2 separate regions of the Sus scrofa genome follow, and region 2 is linked to region 1. A link is a contact called in public Hi-C data. All regions are on one chromosome and are shown on one strand. The core of a region is the stretch at or near the end of the contact, and the rest is flanking DNA. Distances in the headings are between cores, read along the strand shown.

What was found. Hi-C and Micro-C count contacts between places; a contact is called where the count stands out from the background.
Region 2: a contact with region 1 is called in a Hi-C map of liver, with 3 times the contacts expected there. The contact joins the promoter of ACAD10 here to the promoter of FAM109A in region 1. A contact is called at or near these places in 3 of 5 promoter capture datasets (fetal liver, fetal skeletal muscle and liver), 10 of 47 Hi-C or Micro-C datasets (embryonic fibroblasts, epiblast stem cells, heart right ventricle and 6 more) and 1 of 2 datasets of contacts at active chromatin or transcription factors (skeletal muscle).

The regions. Positions count from the first base shown.
Region 1 is chr14:32,597,815-32,603,829 of Sscrofa11.1, forward strand. It overlaps FAM109A (sesquipedalian-1), which reads right to left and starts at 2,894. Exons shown (of 3, transcript XM_013982887.2): 1 at 2,690-2,894.
Region 2 is chr14:32,839,021-32,845,035 of Sscrofa11.1, forward strand. It overlaps ACAD10 (acyl-CoA dehydrogenase family member 10), which reads left to right and starts at 2,843. Exons shown (of 20, transcript XR_002338858.1): 1 at 2,843-2,994. BRAP (BRCA1-associated protein) reads right to left here and starts at 2,864. Exons shown (of 12, transcript XM_021073840.1): 1 at 2,544-2,864; 2 at 229-390. The coding sequence starts at 2,625.

The DNA of each region.
Region 1 (6,015 bases), core at 1,644-4,143:
TGGCTTTCCTGGGAGCAGCTGGCCACAATGGGGCTGACCCAGGGTGGACAAGGCAATTGCTCCCAGCCAGTCCACCTCATCTCACTTGCCTACGCAGTCAAGAAAGGCTTTCTGGATGAGGCAACGTGAGCTGTGATTTAGGCTGATTATCAGCCTGTCCTGACCTAGCAGCTGGGCCAAGGCCACAACTCTAAAGACTCAGAGTGTTTAATCCCTGCCCTGCCTCTCTGAGCTGTGTGACTTCCGGCATGGGCTTCCCCTCTCTGAGCCTCAGTTTCTTTCTCTGCAAAATGGGAGGGATTCTTCCCCAACCCCCAACAACTCCCAGATGGACCCCACTTCTCACAGAAACCACTCACCCAACTTGCCCCATTTCCCTCCTACCTCTCAGGCCACTGCTCACTTCCCTGCCCTCTGCCCAGTTCTGGTTTCAGCTTGCTCTTCTCTGGATTCAAATGTCAGCTCTGCAGTGTCCAGGCTGTGTGACCCCAGGCAAGCTTTAAGCCTCTATGGGCCTCTGTTTCCACATCTGTAAAATGGGATCATAATAGCATCTAAGTAGGGGTTGCTGTGAAGACAGTGACTACGTCCTGAGCACAGTGCCAGCATGGTACATGGCTGATGACGTTCTTCTCAGCCTCCAAATGTTCCCCTCAGTGCTTTGTCTCAGCAAAAGGCCCTTGGTTTCCTGCCACCTCCACATTGGCTCACTTGTCAAGCCTGCTCCAACCTCTTCCAAATCAGCAGCCTAACCTCTGCTCATGGCCACGTCCCATTCTAGGCCCCCATCATAGCTCGCCCGGACAGCTACAGTAGCCTCTTCACCAGTCTCCCTGCCTCCACCCTTGCCCCTCCTTTTGTCCATGTTCTTCAGGGTAAGATCATAACGCCTTCCTAGGCACCTCCCCTGCCCCCACAGAGGATCCATTCCTCACAGAGGGATCCTATTAAAACTAAACCAAATCATACCCTCTCTCCAACTCTAAAACCTCCCATGGCTCCCTACTTCTCTCAGCATAAAATTCATTCTTCCCCCCTGAATTCCAACTGCCCTTGCTCTCTCGCTTTCCCCTTTACTCACTTGTCTCTAGCCACCCTGGTCTCCCTGCTATTCCTCAAACACACCAGACATATTCCCACCTCAGGGCCTTTGCCCTGGCTATTCCCTCTGCCTAGAATGCCTTTCCCATATCTCATGTGGCCAACTCCTCATCCTTCAGTTTCAGCTTGACTATCACCTCCTCAAGAAGGCGCCCCCCAGTCACTGCCTGAAATCACCTGGGTCATTTTTGCCTGTTCTAGGAGGGCAGGGTTCTTTGTCTGAATTCTAGTGCCTAGCATGTAGTTGGTGCTCAAATACCTGTAGAACGAATCGAAAGGTTGTCTACTTAAATCTCTCAGCAGGCCCATGAGAAGTCATTCCCCATCCCACATTCATAGATGTGGAAACTGAGACAAAGAGAGCTAAGCAACTTACCCGAAGGTACAATTCTGTGCCTAGAATTGCATGCTGTGGGCAACCAGCCCAAAGGAACTGTTCTTGGAGCCTCACCACCTCTTAAGGCCAAAGGAAAAGCAATTTCCCTCATACTCAGCAGCTCCCCTTCTACCACCCCCACCACCTGGAGCCCAAAGTCACCAGCCAGCACAGGACCCCTCTGCCGATGGCCCTGGTTCCTCCTGCCCAACAAGAAAGGCGGGGAAGGCAGGAGGCAGCAGGGACACAGGCTCCAGCCTCTGGGAGGGCCTGGCAAGCTGGCTTATCTCCCTGTGCTCATACAGTTTTCCAAGAAGTTCAGAGTCCGCTGTGAGCACTGCTGCTGATTCAACAGTCCCTGGCCAGGCAGGAAGCTGGAGGGGACCGACCCAGCCCCTCTCTGATCCCAGGGCTAAGTTCTTGCCTCTGCCAGTCCAGGCTAGAGGACCTTGAGAACACAGCCTCATCTATAAAGTGAGAATATTAATATCCACCCCTCTTGGAATTGAATAAATTAGTCCTGAAGAGCCATCTTGCAAAATGCTGAGCAGGTAGTAAACATTCAGTCAAGGAATTGTCCAAAAGAAAATAATTAGCTCCAGGCCTCCAGGGATACAGACTGCCTAGAACTGAGGCATGGCATTTTGATGCTCATTTCAAGGAAAGAAGCCAAAACCACTGGGCCTGGGATTGGATCCAGCTGCCACAAGTGTCCCCTAGCAGTGGGCATGTTAGAGAGGGTGTGGCAGGTATGGCTGGAAAACGTGTTGAGAACCCCGAAGAGCTCCTGCGCAGCACTGCCTTGGGCAGCGGCCACAAGCACTCCAGGTAGGACGGCCATCCCAGGCCATTGCTCCTAGCTGCTCTCTCTCCTTTTGTACGTGGTGTGTTCCTTAAAGGACAGCCAGAGTCCTAAATGGGGTGGTCAACGCCAGAATGTAGGAGTCAAGTGGAGCTCTCCTCCCCAGAGTTCCCCCAGAGGTCTCTTATTGGGCAGGAGAGTCATCAGCCAAGTTTGCCCCCTGCAGCTGGGGTCCCTGATGGGCAAATTACCACTGGCGTGGAACTGCAAATGGACAGATCCCCAGCAGAGGTCTCCCCAGAAGGCCGGAGGACCCCGAGGCCCACGGCGGCCCGAGCCCGGTCCCGCGTCCCCTCTCAGGTCCGCCCGAAAGCTCTCACCCCACCCCCACTACGCCAGGCTGGCCTTACCTCGCGGCGCGGCCTAGGGCGACGGCGACGGCCGGACTAGAGGCGCGGAGCCAGGGGACCGCCCGGCCATGGTCTGGGACTTGCTCGGTGGCCGCAGCCGCGGTGGCGCTTTGTTTCCCGGGCGGCCGAGCCGGCGCAGCCGCGGGAGAGCGGGGATCCGACCGAAGGAGGCGGAGGCAGCCGGACAGTCCGCGACCCACCGACGCGCCTCTTTAACCCTTCCCAACCCGCGGGTGCTGGGTCGGCCGCGAGTTCGTCCCCTACTCCCGGATTGGCCAGCCCAGATCCGGCGCACCCCCTGGATTCGCCACGCCCCTGTGGGACCGCCCCTGAAACCACTCTTAAAGGAACCGCAACTGGCTCAGGAATGCCCTGTTGGAAGAAAGGTTGGATCCCTGAGACACAACACGCTTCCAGGGTAGATATAGGGGGCGGATTCGTCCAGAAAAAGCATCGGGGTCCTGGGCGTGACCATTCGCTGAAGCCCTAGCCTTGAGTTCGAGCTCCTCCCTGGCTAGGGTTGCCAGATATAGCAAATTTAACACCAGCTCAATTTTAAATATAACTGCCAAAAACGTGTGATTTATTGAAAAAAGCTGATTACGGGACATTTCGGGCATCACGGCAAAGTCAACATAGGACTCTTCTATATGAACAGGATGCCTTGCAACCCTACCCCCGGCCCGAGGTGAAGAGGGAAATTTCTGGAGTTGGGCAGGGTTGGGCTCAAGTCCCAGTAAGCCTTTTAGTCACTGTGAGGCCTTAGAAAAATCAATCCATTTTTCTAGCCCTGTTTCCTTATCTTTCAAATAGAGACAACCATGGTATATAAAGGGCATGGCACACAGTAGATGCTATTAATAAATAGGGATTTTTATTCTTTTTGTTCCATCCAAAATAACACAGTTCTATCTCTCTAGAGCTGTCTTTGTTTGCTGCTCTTGCAGCCTTCCTTCTGGGACTCAGTTACTGTTCAGCCCTGGCCTGAAAGCAGGAGAGAAACAGGACAGACCAGCATCATCTATTCATTCTACAGTCCCTCACTAAGCACCTGTGTAAGACTGAGTTGGTCAACAAACAATTGAGATATAGAAGTGATTCTTGCTAGGAAGACTATAAGCCACAGGAGTAGGAAAGAAAGACTGGGAGTACAATTTTAGACAAGGTGGTCAGGGAAACTGCTCTAAGGAGCAGAGACTTCAAAGAAGTGAAGGAGGGAGCCATGTAGATATCCGAAGGAAGGGTGTCCCATGCAGAGGGAAGAGCAAGGGCAAAGGTCCTGAGGTGGGACCACACGAGCATGTCTGTAAAACGGAAGGGGCCAGTGGGGCTGGAGCCAAGTGAGCAAAGGGAATAATAGTAGGAAATGAGGTTAGAGAATATTGGCAAAGCCAGGTTACTCAGGGTCTTGTGTGTCATGGCAAAGATTTTGCTTTTTCTCTGGAAGGAATGGGAGCCATGGGAGGGTTTTGAGCAGAGGAGGGACATGCTATCTTAGGTTCGACATGGTTCCTGGCTGTAAGAAGCAAGGGTAGAACCCAGGAGACCAGGGAGGAGGCTGTTGCAGTAGGCAAGTGATGATGAATGATGTATGTGATGATGGTGGCTTCGAGCAGAGTGGAGGCAGTGGAGGTGGAGGGAAGTGGTTGAATTTGAGAGCCTGCCTGATAGTGAAGACCCCTGACTATGGAAAGAGAGAGAGATATGACGTATCTGATATCAGTTGAGCCTGTGGATCCAGCTGTACCTGATGGTGCCATAATTTCTTTTTTTCTTTTGTCTTTTTTTTTTTTTTTTTTTTTTTGTCTTTTTTTAGCTATTTCTTGGGCCACTCCCATGGCATATGGAGGTTCCCAGGCTAGGGGTCGAATCAGAGCTGTAGCCACCGGCCTACGCCAGAGCCACAGCAACATGGAATCCGAGCCGCGTCTGCAACCTACACCACAGCTCACGGCAACGCCGAATCATTAACCCACTGAGCAAGGGCAGGGATCAAACCCGCAACCTCATGGTTCCTAGTCGGATTCGTTAACCACTGTGCCACAATGGGAACTCCATGATGGTGCCATAATTTCTTGAACAGGAAAGGCAAACTGGAATTTCCCCAAATCTAGATGTTCACCAAATAAGGAAAATGCCAGGCATATGAACATTTGGGTCTTGGCATGGGGAATATCTGCCAGAGATTCTGTGAGTCTTAACTCTCAGAGCCCCTTATGTTGGAGTCAAGGGTTGGCATGGATGAAAAAGGCAGAAATGTGAAAGCAAGAGCATGGCATCTTTTTGTTGTTGTTGTAGGGGGTCCTTACATTTATTTTTTTAAATGAGGTGAAACTCCCACAGAAAATAAGCATTTTAGGGAGTTCTTGTCATGGGTTTGGTTGTTAATGAAGCTGACTAGTATCCATGAGGATGCGGGTTCAATCCCAGGCCTTGCACAGTGAATTAAGGATTTGGCATTACTGTGAGCTGTGGTGTAGGCCGGCAACTATAGCTTCAATTCGACCCTAGCCTGGGAATCTCTATATTCCACAGGTGTGGCCCTAAAAAGACAAAAAAGACCAAAAGAAAAGAAGCATTTTAGGAGTCCTCTGGTGACTCAGCAGGTTAAGGATCCAGCGTTGTCATGGTTGTGGCTCAGGTCACTATTGTGGTATGGATTCAGTTCCTGGCCTGGGAACTTCCTCGTGCTTTAAGCATGGCCAAAAATAATTTTTTTTTAATATGCCTTTTTTTTTTTTTTTTTTTTCCCTTTGGGCTGCACTTATGGGGTATGGAAGTTCCCAGGCTAGGGGTCAAATCAGAGCTACAGCTGCCAGCCTAAGCCACAGCCAGAACCATAGCAACGCGGGATCCAAGCTGCGTCTGAAAACTACACCCCAGCTCAGGGCAACGCAGGATCCCTGACCTGCTGAGCGAGGCCAGGGATCTCACATCCTCATGGATACTAGTTGGATTTGTTTACACTGTGCCACAATGGGAACTCCCAAAATTAAGCATTTTAAAGTGAACATAACGTATAACATGGTGACTAGTTGATAGCACTGTATTGTATGATTGAAATTTGCTGATAGAGTAGAATTTAAGTGTTCTCTCACACACAAATATATATATATATATTTATTTGCCCTTGCTCAGTGGGTTAAGGATCCGGTGTTGCAGTAAGCTGTGGTGTAGGTCACAGACGTGGCTCGGATCTGGCGTTGCTGAGGCTGTAGCGTAGGCAGGCAGCTACAGCTCCCATTGGACCCCTAGCCTGGGAACCTCCATATGCCGTAGGAACAGCCCTAAAAAAAAAGACCAAAAATAAATATATATACACATAT
Region 2 (6,015 bases), core at 1,593-4,092, 240 kb after region 1:
ATGCAGTTCTCCTCACTGAAGAGTTCTCAACCCAGCTTGTTAGGATTAATTTAGGAGAAATATTTAGAGAAGGTGAAATGCAGCCTGATGACCTCATGGAAGGCACAAGGCAGTAAAGGATAATAGTATGCTGTGGGACTTAATCATGGGGTCACTGCACACCATGTACAAAACAGGCCATGATGGGCTTATGTTACAAGAGACAATCTAGGGTTTTAGGAAGCATACCTGGGTTGGACTTCATGGTCTCAATAATCATATCTGTCATTTCTCGACGGCCAAGATGCTGATGTATGAGTGCTGCTTTCTCTCCTGGTGACTTTCCTTCTAAACAGGCTACAGCTGAAGCTAGTGTCTTCTTTTTGATCTCCTCATCAGACATTTCCCCCACTAAAGAATACGTGAATGATTAATACCTGATAATAAAACAAGTTCCTCTCCACTCTCAATGTATCCATCTGTAGGTTTCCCTTTTAGGTTTGCTGCCCTCCCCCAAGACTGAAAGACGCCTTCACAGTGTCCATCTCACTCACCTCTGGGGCTCCTTCAGTGCCTGACAGTCAATATATGCCCAGTGCAATCAGCACAGAAAAGCAGGGGTGTTCTATTGAAAACCATGCACTTTATTCTTTATTTTATTTATTTATTTTTGGCCGCACCCGCAGCATATGGAAGTTTCCAGGCCAGGGATTGAATGTGAGCCACAACTGCGGAAAATAACCTGCTGTGGCACACCAGGAATTCTGAAAGCCGTACACTTTAAAGCAGATGAACTAGATGGGAGCTTTGATGGTGATTATGATCAGGTGAACCAACATTTTAATAACACCTGTAGAGTGAAACTGTTAATTGAGCCTTAAATGAAGGCATCAAGTCCACTAATAAACTTTGAAAAACGTTTAGGGGTAGTCTTCTGAAATACCCTGAGTTAGTCTTATGCCATCATACCCTGAAAATTTGTGATCATTGTCTTAAATCACTGAAACACACAAATATGGAGAAGGAATTCAGAGACCTGACTGATATACTCTTAGTATAAGCTTTAATAGAGCAGAGACCAGGGCTGTTTCGCCCACCACTGTATCCCCTGAACTTTACACCTCAGTGCCCAGAACACACTGGAAGCTCTTTAAATATTTGCTGATTAAATTGATCAATGACTCATGACTGACCCATGTATAAGTATTTATGTGGCCCATGTCAATTTAGTTGACTTTCAGAAATCAGTAGCCAATTAAATCATATTGAATTTTTAATTTGCAGCCCCAAAATTCACATACTCAGGGAAGTTTCCAACAACCATCCCTAGCAGCCCCAGTCCCCTTCCCTAGACCAAAGAGATCCTCTTGTAATAGTTTACCAAACTCTTCCTTTCCTTCACCACAGTTGCCACAGCTGTAATTCTACATTTATTCTCTATTTAATTCATCCGTCTCTATGAACTGTACTGAACTGCTAGTGCCTTAAAGCAAGGACCACGTCTTTCTGAACACATTAAAGCTCCAAGAGGAGTTCCTGCCGTGGCTCAGTGGTTAACGAATCCAACTAGAAACCAGGAGATTGCGGGTTCGATCCCTGGCCTTGCTCAGTGGGTTAAGGATCCAGCGTTGCCCTGAGCTGTGGTGTAGGTCGCAGACGCGGCTTGGATCCCCCACTGCTGTGGTCCTGGCGTAGGCCAGTGGCTACAGCTCTGATTCGACCCCTAGCCTGGGAATCTCCATATGCCGCAGTTTCGGCCCTAGAAAAAGATCAAAAAAAAAAAAAAAGCTCCAAGTGACAGTGAGGATTCAAAAAGTATTTCTTGAATGAATGTTGCTGTTGTCGGGTAATTGTTGGAGTCTCAAAGGGGTCATACTTGCATGCTCCACTGAAGAGGACGTATGGCTGGTAATGAAGAGCTGAGACTGTCAAGCCCAGCTGAGTAAGAATACCAGTTTTGCCACTTACACATGATTGCAGGCAAGACTCTCAGTCCCTGGGCTTCAGTTTTCCAGTCTGTAAAAGGGTCATATACTCATCTAACCGATAGGATTTTACGAAGATAATTGGAAAAAAAAAACAAAAAAAACAACAGTACACACGACGTGTTTAGCATAGTGCTGAGATTAGAAAATGTATACATTTTGGTTGTAATTATTACTATTGCTACAAAGAGCCTCAATGGGTATTTTTCTAAAGCAGAACGATTTAACTAAATTAGCGGCCTTCAGTGTCGCTGGGTACCCAATCCTTGCTTCACAAAGCCTAGAAGAAATCCACTCACACGACTTGGCTCTAACCCAGGGCGGAGAGAGAAGCGCCAAATACAAACAGAGGCCCGGTGGGGAGGCACAAGGAAGGAGGGACCGGGTAAGGCTTCTGGGAGATGACTTCTGGGAAGACCTCCTGAGGGCGGATGGAACGAGGGGGATGCCAACCGCTTCTCGGCTTCCTGCTGGAACGAAAACCTTTTCCGCGGCCCTTCCCCGGACCCAGACTCTGAGAGAGCGACCCCCGAGGGCCCGGCGAGGGCTGCGGGGGAGACGGCGAGGCTGCGAACTCACCCGCGGCGCTGAAGCTGAAGCCGGCGGGGACCGGCGAGTGTTCTGCGAGCTCCAGGCGAATGACAACCAGTGACACACTCATAGGGCAGGCGCTGGCCGGCGCGGGCCCCGGCGGGCTCAGGCGAGGCTGGGAGATGAGCCGAGAGGCCGAGCGGCCGGGTGCGGGAAGCGCCGCCACGGCTCAGAGCCTCTGCCGCCACCTCAGCAGCAGCACCAGCAGCTCCGTGGGCAACCCCCGGAGCAACAACAACCTTCACTTCCGCCTCCCGGCTGCCGTCGCTGACCCCTTGAGGTTAGGCATGCGCGTACCACAGCGCGCTCTGATTGGGTGAAGTGGCCTACACGTGACTGGCGTGAGCCTCGCGGTGGTAAACCTGGGCCCTTCTCGACGGGATCTCGTAGAGGTCGTGGAAGAGGCCCGTCTGGAGGATCACCGGTCCTCGTTAGGCAGGTCGGTGGGTTTGCGCCCAGGCCCGAGAGGCCTTGCTTTCAGCCCCGCTCAATTGACGGCAAAAGGTCTCTCTGGTTCCCCTCAAGTTCTCAGAATAGTCTGAGGAACCCGCGCCTTGCTGAGAGCTCTTGCTTCTTTTTACAGTGTTTGACCTCTCGCCCTAGCTTTAGGCTGAGTTGCTTTGTGTCAGTGACACTTTACAGATAGGTGCGCTGAGGCTCAGAGAAGTGAAGCCACTTCTCTGAGGGCTCACGGGGAGTCGGAACTCGATGGCAGTGGTTCTGATTCTGTTAAAGTAGGGTGGTGGGCTGGTTAAGAGCCCAGTACTAGAGATACATCTGGGTCCCACTTCACAAGTGGTTACTGAGAGCCTAGGTTGGGGTGGTGGGGATGCATTGGTGAATAAGGTAAACACCCAGTTCCTGTTCTTATGCAGTAGATTTTGGTCACCAGTTTTGTGAACTTGAGTTAGGTTTTGCGTAAAATTGGAATAATCTTATATAGCTGTGAGAGTGAAAGGAGTAGAGCCTGCAGCTCTATTTACATCAGTTTTTATGAGTCAGCATCCTTTCCAGTACCTCAGACTCCCTTTAGCATGTAGACATGGAAAGCCACAATCAATCCATATACCGTGTATGTGTGCTAGGATGCTGTTATAGGCATATGCTATTGGGACATGTAAGATGTGTCATAGCACATCGTGGACACGTGTGAGTGTGTGGACTGTCAATGCATATAACAGGACCAAGTGATATTTATAGCTTGATATTACTGCATCCTATGAAATAGTTTCATTACACTCTTTATATGAGGGTTTCTCACCTTATGCACTATTAACATTTTGGGCTCTGATAATTCTTTGGAGGGAGTGTACATCCTGAGCTTTGTAAGATATTTAGCAGCATCCCTGGCCTAATCCACTAGATACCAGTAGCACCTCCCAAGTGGTGACAACCAAAAATATCTCTAGATACTCCCAAATGTCCCCTTGGGGCCAAAATTGCCCCATTGTCAATCACTGATTTATGTGAAACTCCATATGCCATATGCACATATTATGTGTATATAACACATGAGACGTCATGTGAACTTTTTTGTAGTATATTGTAATAATAGAAAACATTTAATGGTGTACCAGGAACTAACTTGAGTGCTTTACATGCTTTATTTTATGTAATAGTAGCAACAGTTTCATGATTCAGGAACTATAATTATTCCCATTTTAGGGAGGAGGAACCTGAGGCCTGGAGAATAATTTGCTCAGGAACTCACACTCAGCACTTGTCAGAACTAGACTTTGAACCCATGCAGTCTGAGTTTAGAGCCAACACTCAACCTCTACTAAACCATTTATTTATTTATTTATTTATTTATTTTTGTCTTTTTGCTATTTCTTTGGGCCGCTCCCGGGGCATATGGAGGTTCCCAGGCTAGGGGTCAAATCGGAGCTGTAGCCACCGGCCTACGCCAGAGCCACAGCAACGTGGGATCCGAGCCGCGTCTGCAACCTACACCACAGCTCACGGCAACGCCGGATCATTAACCCACTGAGCAAGGGCAGGGACCGAACCTGCAACCTCATGGTTCCTAGTCGGATTCGTTAACCACTGCGCCACGACAGGAACTCCCATTTATTTATTTTTTATTTTTATTTTTTGCTATTTAGGGCCACGCTTGCGGCATATGGAAGTTCCCAGGCTGGGGGTTGAATTGGAGCTACAGCTGCCAGCCTACACCACAGCCACAGCAACGCCAGACCCAGGCTGTGGCTGCATCTGCAACCTACACTACAACTCACAACAATGCCAGATCCTTAACCCACTGAGCGGGGCCAGAGATCGAACCTGAATCTTCATGGATATTAGTTGGGTTTGTTTCTGTTGAACCACAACGGGAACTCCTAAACCATCTCTTTAATATGTGACAACATACCCTGTGTGTTCATATTTATAAAAACATAATTTAGGTAGCAAATCCCCATTAAAATACTGATCTCATTCTGAGAGGCAAGAAGACAAATGTTCTTTATAATAACGAAGGAATGATCATTGTATAACTATAAATGTAATAAATTCATTGAGTAATAAAAAAAATTTAAAAAAATACAGAAGGAAAATGCCAGTTCCAGAGAACTAGAATTATTAGCTAGAGATAGGCAAATTGGGCTTGTTACACTGTCAACCACTATGCTTGTCTCCTGCTTTCCCCTATTTTCCGATTCATGCAGTTTATTCATCTTTCCAAGTCATGTTTCTACTAAGCACCTGCTGTGTGTCTAGACACTGTGCTAGGTCTCGGGATGTACACAAAGATGAAATAAGATAGGCCTTTCCGGGGAGTTCCTGTCGTGGCGCAGTGGTTAACGAATCCGACTAGGAACCATGAGGTTGCGGGTTCGGTCCCTGCCCCTTGCTCAGTGGGTTAACGATTCGGCGTTGCCGTGAGCTGTGGTGTAGGTTGCAGATGTGGCTCGGATCCCGAGTTGCTGTGGCTCTGGCGTAGGCCGGTGGCTACAGCTCCGATTCAACCCCTAGCCTGGGAACCTCCATATGCCGCGGGAGCGGCCCAAGAAATAGCAACAACAACAACAAAAAGACAAAAGACAAAAAAAAAAAAAAAAAAAAAAAGGCCTTTCCTTAAGGAGCTTACAAGTATAGGAGCAGATGCATTTGAAAACAGGGACTGTGTGATGGGGTAAGTGCTTTAGTGAAGGTATGGAAAAGAAGCAATGAGAGTGAAAAAAAAAAAGTAGTATCAGAGTTTTCTAGGAAAAAGAAAGAATAGCCTCTCTGGAGGAGGTAAAACTGAGCCTGTGATTAAAAAATAAGTTTACCTGTGGATAAAGCAGGCAGAGTTGTCCTAGTCAGTGGGCAGTACCAGCCGGTGTGAGAAATCACAGCATTTTCCTTCTCTGAAGAGTGTTGGGAAATGACTAGGACAGAACCATCATCTCTAGTTGGAGGGAGGAAGCTGGTCGTGGGAGCAGTGCCCACTCATCCATTAGCGGAAGTGTGAGGACAG